Regions from separate parts of the Mus musculus genome. Here region 1 is linked to region 2. A link is a contact called in public Hi-C data. All regions are on one chromosome and are shown on one strand. The core of a region is the stretch at or near the end of the contact, and the rest is flanking DNA. Distances in the headings are between cores, read along the strand shown.

What was found. A called contact is a pair of places that touch in the nucleus more often than the background predicts.
Region 1: a Hi-C map of the MNK3 cell line shows a contact between it and region 2, with 5 times the contacts expected there. The contact joins the enhancer-like site here to the promoter of Lrrc17 in region 2. A contact is called at or near these places in 10 of 39 promoter capture datasets (the 3T3-L1 cell line, 3T3-L1-derived adipocytes, the C10 cell line and 6 more), 1 of 15 datasets of contacts at CTCF or cohesin (pro-B cells), 13 of 484 Hi-C or Micro-C datasets (B cells, the C2C12 cell line, the MNK3 cell line and 6 more), 2 of 115 datasets of contacts at active chromatin or transcription factors (double positive thymocytes and embryonic stem cells) and 3 of 9 other capture datasets (adipose tissue, macrophages and pancreatic islet).

The regions. Positions count from the first base shown.
Region 1 is chr5:21,585,330-21,588,248 of GRCm38.p6, forward strand. All of the region lies in intron 7 of Fbxl13 (F-box and leucine-rich repeat protein 13), which reads right to left. Among named protein-coding and RNA genes, the nearest start is that of Lrrc17, 43 kb to the left of the region's middle. Within about 2 kb of position 1,577, at least 40 of the 459 cell types and tissues checked have an H3K27ac peak or open chromatin away from gene starts, as enhancers often do. A contact at or near this core is called in the C2C12 cell line, the MNK3 cell line and bone marrow-derived macrophages, where this site is marked.
Region 2 is chr5:21,542,259-21,545,223 of GRCm38.p6, forward strand. It overlaps Lrrc17 (leucine rich repeat containing 17), which reads left to right and starts at 1,269. Exons shown (of 4, transcript NM_028977.1): 1 at 1,269-1,461. Fbxl13 (F-box and leucine-rich repeat protein 13) reads right to left here. Exons shown (of 21, transcript NM_001199632.1): 12 at 1,402-1,531.

The sequences.
Region 1 (2,919 bases), core at 327-2,826, 43 kb after region 2:
ACCTGAATTTTGGTGTAGTTCTTCCATTGTGTGTGTGTGTGTGTGTGTGTGTGTTAACAGCAATATCTTCTGTATATTAGATAAGGCTAGAGTTACATTTCAAGGGAGGAATGTTTTCTTTGTTTTGGTTTGGTTTGTTTGTTTTTGTTTTTTGTTTTTTTGTTTTTTCGAGACAGGGTTTCTCTGTATAGCCCTGGCTGTCCTGGAACTCACTCTGTAGACCAGGCTGGCCTCGAACTCAGAAATCTGCCTGCCTCTGCCTCCCAAATGCTGGGATTAAAGGCGTGCGTCACCACTGCCCGGCTTCCTCAGACTCTTATAAACATAAATCTGGGAATTTTTTTAAAGCTGCATCATAAACTATATTCTTACAGTGAATTAAACAAAGTACTAGGTGGAACTCTATAATGTAGTCTCTGTTCATAGTTCTTTACAATATTTTATTACTATTGAGCTGCAAACTCTGTAGAAAGTTTTATATAAACCACTTGAAAATATGATCATGTGATAGTTCAAACTGATAGCTACAGAAAGATAGCAAAAAGATGAGCATGCTTGTTTTCTGCATGAAGGAAGTATTCTGGAAGAAAGCTAGTGATCTTTCTCTAAATAGTAGCTAAAACACAGAACTCATTTAATAATTGCTAAGATGAACTGCATTTTCCTAAAGTTATGATATTCTTAGGAAAGCTCAATAAACCCATCTGGTTTCCATCTCTGGATAAGTAGCAGATTGGGAAAAAATATTCTTGATACAAAACATCAATAAATACTAAAACAAATTTTAAACATAACTTGAATTTTTTTTTAAGTAAAGAAAGTTTATAAATCCAGACTGACAAGCACTCCTGGTACAAGTGTCTGGAAGGCAATAGGGATGGTTTCATGACAAATGAGCTCTGTAAGCCTATGCAGACACAGGAGACAGTCACCACACTTATCCAACAGAGGCACATACTACACATTATAATGCCGTTGGAATAAAAATAAACCCTCCCCCAAAGAACTGGTAAGCAAAGACCAGCTGCCATGCCTGCTTTAACTGTTTATGGAATCCACCTGAAATCTATGATCTTTGCAGCTGGATTTGATATATTAGCATGAAACATGGTTCCAAATTGAAAATAACCCCTGGGACATTGGTCAGAAATAAATCATTTTCTCTAAAGAGACACAAACTGGAGCCAAGCATTACAGAACTGCCACAAATTAAGCCCAAATAAAACTAAAGGCTAACCAACACGAGGAGAAAATCCAGTAAGCGTAAACAGAAATGAAAACATCACTGGTCAGACTGTGATCATAAAACTCCTAAGTTTTAAGTTTAAGGTAATCAATACAAGGAAGACAGCATTCTTGAGAAAGATACTGTCAAAAAAGACTAAAATCTAAAATTAAATAGGAGTAAGAGAGAAAGTGCACACACACACACACACTTTCCGAAGAATATTGAAATCCCCAAAGGGGTGGAGGATACAAATAGTTCATGATGAGCAAAGAATCTAACCAGTACATAGCTACCCACACTAACCTTGTAAAACAGTAGTGTGACTAAAGCATTAGAGGAGAGACTGCTCAACAGTTAAGAATGCTTTGCTGAGCCTGAGGACCCAATTTGGGTGGCTTACAACTGCGGGTAACATCCACTCCAGGGGACCCACTGCCCTCTGCTGGCCTCTTCAGCACCTGCACTCTCAAATTTTAAAGAGACTAAACACTAGATGATAATAACCTAAGAATGGAGAGAGCAATCACGACTAAACTATTCTAAATTCGGTTTTCGCTCAGGAAGAAAACTATACCTATTCGTTCACATTGTTATTGCCTAAAAAGTGTGCATGTTGTGCTGGCTTCGGGTTAAGCAATACAAAGAAGTATAGTTCTTGAGTGAGGAGGATCTAAAAACTCAGGAAGCACTCCACACTTCTCAAACTGCCTTCTGAATATTTATATTTACACTCATCGACAAATGCTACTTGCAGGGGGTGTTTTTGTGCACTGTGTATTCAAATGCTAATATCTGCACCCAGAGACCTGGATGCAGCCAGGACTTGCTATAATATTAATTTACATATATGTATAATTAGATATTTTCTTTATTTACATTTCAAATGTTATCCCCTTTCCTAGTTTCCCCTCCGAAAACCCCCTCCCCCCTCCCCGTGCTCCCCAACCCACCCACTCCCATTCCTGGTCCTGGCATTCCCCTATACTGAGGCATAGAACCTTTACAGGACTTGTCCTCTCATTGATGGCCGACTAGGCCATCCTCTGCTACATATACAGCTAGAGCCACAAGTTCCACCATGTGTTTTCTTTGATTGGTGCTTTAGTCCCAAGGAGCTCTGGGGGTACTGGTTAGTTCATATGGTTGTTTCTCCTATGGGGCTGCAGACCCCTTCAGCTCTTTGGCTACTTTCTCTAGCTCCTTCATTGGCTATTGTCCTTATTAAGAAGTATTTCCTGACTCGGTTTTTGTTTTGTTTTTTTTGTAAAACATTGTTCTTCATCGTCTTCTGATTGGTCAATAAAGAGCTGATCAGCCTATAGCTGACAGGAGAGAAGGCGGGACTTCCGTGCCTTGAAACAGGCTGAGGTTCTTGGAGACCAGGGAGTCTACCAGAAGACAGCGAAGCCAAAGTGAGAGGAAGACTGCATGTAACCCCTCGTGGCTCAGGAAGTAGGCCTGGGCAACATAGTCGGGTTAGAATAGATCAGAATCTGCCCAGCTGTAGTGCTTGAAGCCTTTAATAACTATCAAGGTGTCCATGTCATTATTCAGGAACAAGGGCAGGTATAGAAAAGCCGGAACTTTTACAGCTACTCTTGGCCTTAATGAGAGAATACTTTCTAGTGGACACTGGTGAGCACAGAGATTTCAAAACGATGAGAATATGTGATGGCGGAGGGCCTATCCCT
Region 2 (2,965 bases), core at 19-2,518:
GTCTCATCTGAGGTAGTGTTCTACCCTCCCACAGATGAGACACTATCCTCTTTGATGAGATTGTGTCAAAGGGACAGCTCCCAGATCTGGGAGAAAGACATTCCTAGGCTGTAAAACCATAACAAAGCTTTTTAAAGCAGCTGCTCTCAACGGAAAGCAGAGAAAGAATGTACAATTCCTACAGTCCCAGGTTTTCTTAATAAGTACTTTAGAGACATCAGATGGCCAAGGTCAAAAAGCTATCAGAAATCCAGCCACAATGAGGAAAACAAGGGTACTTCCAACTTAAGTCCTGGTTGGTACTAATGCACGTCTGCACGCTAGTTCACGGAAGTATCCATTCTGTACATTTATTTCAACCTTAGACAAGTCTTCTCTTCTCACCTCTCATACCTAGAACACTAGGAAGTCATGTTCAGGGAACAGTGCAGCTGCATAAGAATTCCTTGCCCCGTGGTGTCCGCCTCCAGGTGCTTATCATGTGACCTACACCATAGGCTTCTAGGCAAAACTGGCCGGTTTATTCTACCACTTGGAACTTTGGTAAATGGGCACAAAACCCTCACAAGGAATCCACTGTATAAAGAGTGATGTCTCACCTAACACAAAAACAGCTCAATCATTGGCAACTACAGCTAGCTGGTTGTGGTTAGACATTTATTTTAACCAGCTCTCACCTGTGTGGCATTATGAAGAACATAGTATACTACTGAAGACATCAATATTGAGACACGAAGAAATGGGAGAAAATTGGTCACAGGAAGGATAGCTTAAGTCTATGGAAACTATAGATAGCAGAAGGAACTGTGGAAGAAGTAGCGAGTGCATCTGAATGCCATATATTTCACATGACTGCCTGCCCAACTTCCCCAATCCCTGTCCCTTCATCTTCAAACAGTTTCCCACCCGAATCTCACATCTTTGTAATATTTAGGATATGTATGTAATGCAGTTTTAAACATTTACGGTCCTTTATGTGGGACTTCTATTTCTCACATTTATTGCTTGTAGCATTTTACCCAGAGAAAAGCCCACGGGGGACCTAACTGCCTTGTCAGGAATCCTGTGTATCCCACCCCATTTGTTTGTATCTTAGTGGCTCTATAAAGTTTTGGAGATTTGGACTCTGCCCTCAAACTGTTCTCAGAAGTGGTCCGTTTCATCATCCAATGAGCTCTGCCTGTTTGTTGATGTGACGCGCCTGTGGACAGAAGCCAGGCGCCTATAGTAGCAATCCTGGAGAAAATTGAAGCAGCTGTGGCCATGTAATTTAAAACCTCAGCAGAGTGTTCTGTGCTCCACGCACAGCATTAGTGCAACATGAGGGCTGGATGCAGCTGGCTCTCGGGAGGACGTCCTCGCCTGCTGCAGGACAGAGAAGACTGAGACTGGGAGGCAAACCTGGGTGCAGCCGGAAAGGTCCAGATAGATGAGCTTGTGGCATCCGTTCCCCAAGTTCAGGTACTGTAAGCCTTTGTCGGTGAACTTTCGGCAGTAAGCCAGACTGAGGTTCTGTAAGTTGTGGAAGTACCTGGGGCGATGGGGCAGAGAGGGGAGGAAGGAGAGTCAAATACTTAGCTTTTCTCAAGTCTTTCTTGAGCCACTATGACAAAGAGACCGAAAGCTGTATTCATCGTGCACTCTGCTTGCAGATGTTCGGCAGTTTTACAGCTGCAGTCTCTCTTGCTGTTACGTGAAGGGGGTGTCAGTGATAGAGAAGATAATGCATGGCTGCATGTCAAAGGGAAAGAAAGGCTATCTGGGAGGATTCCATGAAACTTGATGGGGTAACACTTTTCTTGGCTGGAGGGTGGGTGGAGTCTTGCATGCATATTATTTGAAAGTCTGTTGCTGAAACCCAAGTTAGAGTTTACTCTCTAGTTTTTAGCTCTTACCTTTGCCAAACTACTACATGAACTGTTGAGAAAGATAAACATTTCATAAGCATTTTATGGAAAGTAGCTGTTCCATCATGGTGAGGAATCAGGGCAGAAAGAAGACAAAACCTTACGCAGCAAGCTAAGTGGGCAACACTTGAGACAAATAAAAAATGGGTCTGATTAAAAAAATGATTTAAAAGCCAGAGATTTCAACGTGCATGGCTTTGTGAGTAATGATGTCCTTAGGATAATTAAAAATAACGGTTCAGACTGATATGTACTCAGGAGTTAAACATAGGCTAAGAACATCGAGTAGCTAAGTGGGCAACACTTGAGACAAATAAAAATTACACAGGAGGCTGTCAATCTCACTGGAGTTGGAACAGGAAAGATGCCATTACCACAATGACCAAAATGAGAGCTTCCAGAAGAAAGGGGACCGGGCGGGCATGGGTTGGTTTAGGATGTGTCTGTTCCACCACGTAAGGGCTGGCATTTTCAGGACACTCTGTGGACAAGCTTCTAAGCCCTCCTCAGCATGGCATTCTTTAAAAATGTAAGGATTCTTGCTGCCTCCTTGTGCAATAACTACCAATACGCTCTTAGTCTGGAGTCTGCAACAGCTTAGCGGCCATCGAGTACTCTAGAAGGAGGCAGAGAATGCCCCTCCACCTCTCCTGATGCTTGCAAAGCAAGTTTATCTTAACATAAATGTGAAATAAGATATGCAACCCTTGCCCATAGGTTAGATTTAGCCCTAAAATCAAAACTCAAGTCTATATGATTTAATGGCTCTATTCCGAGGTGAGTTACTGATTGAGAACACACGTTCCCCTCTGGGAATAGCTGTGTGCATGAGATTCCACAGAAGAGCCAAAGCAGCTTTTGGACCACAGTGGCAGTGGGCTGGACCTGGAAAGAGAGAACTCGCTAACATCCAAAGACACACCCCTCTCCTCAGCCCCCCAGTGGACTGAGAATGCTTTCTCTCTCTTTCTCTCTCTCTCTCTCTCTCTCTCTCTTCTTCTTCTTCTTCTTCTTCTTCTTCTTCTTCTCCTTCTCCTTCTCCTTCTCCTTCTCCTTCT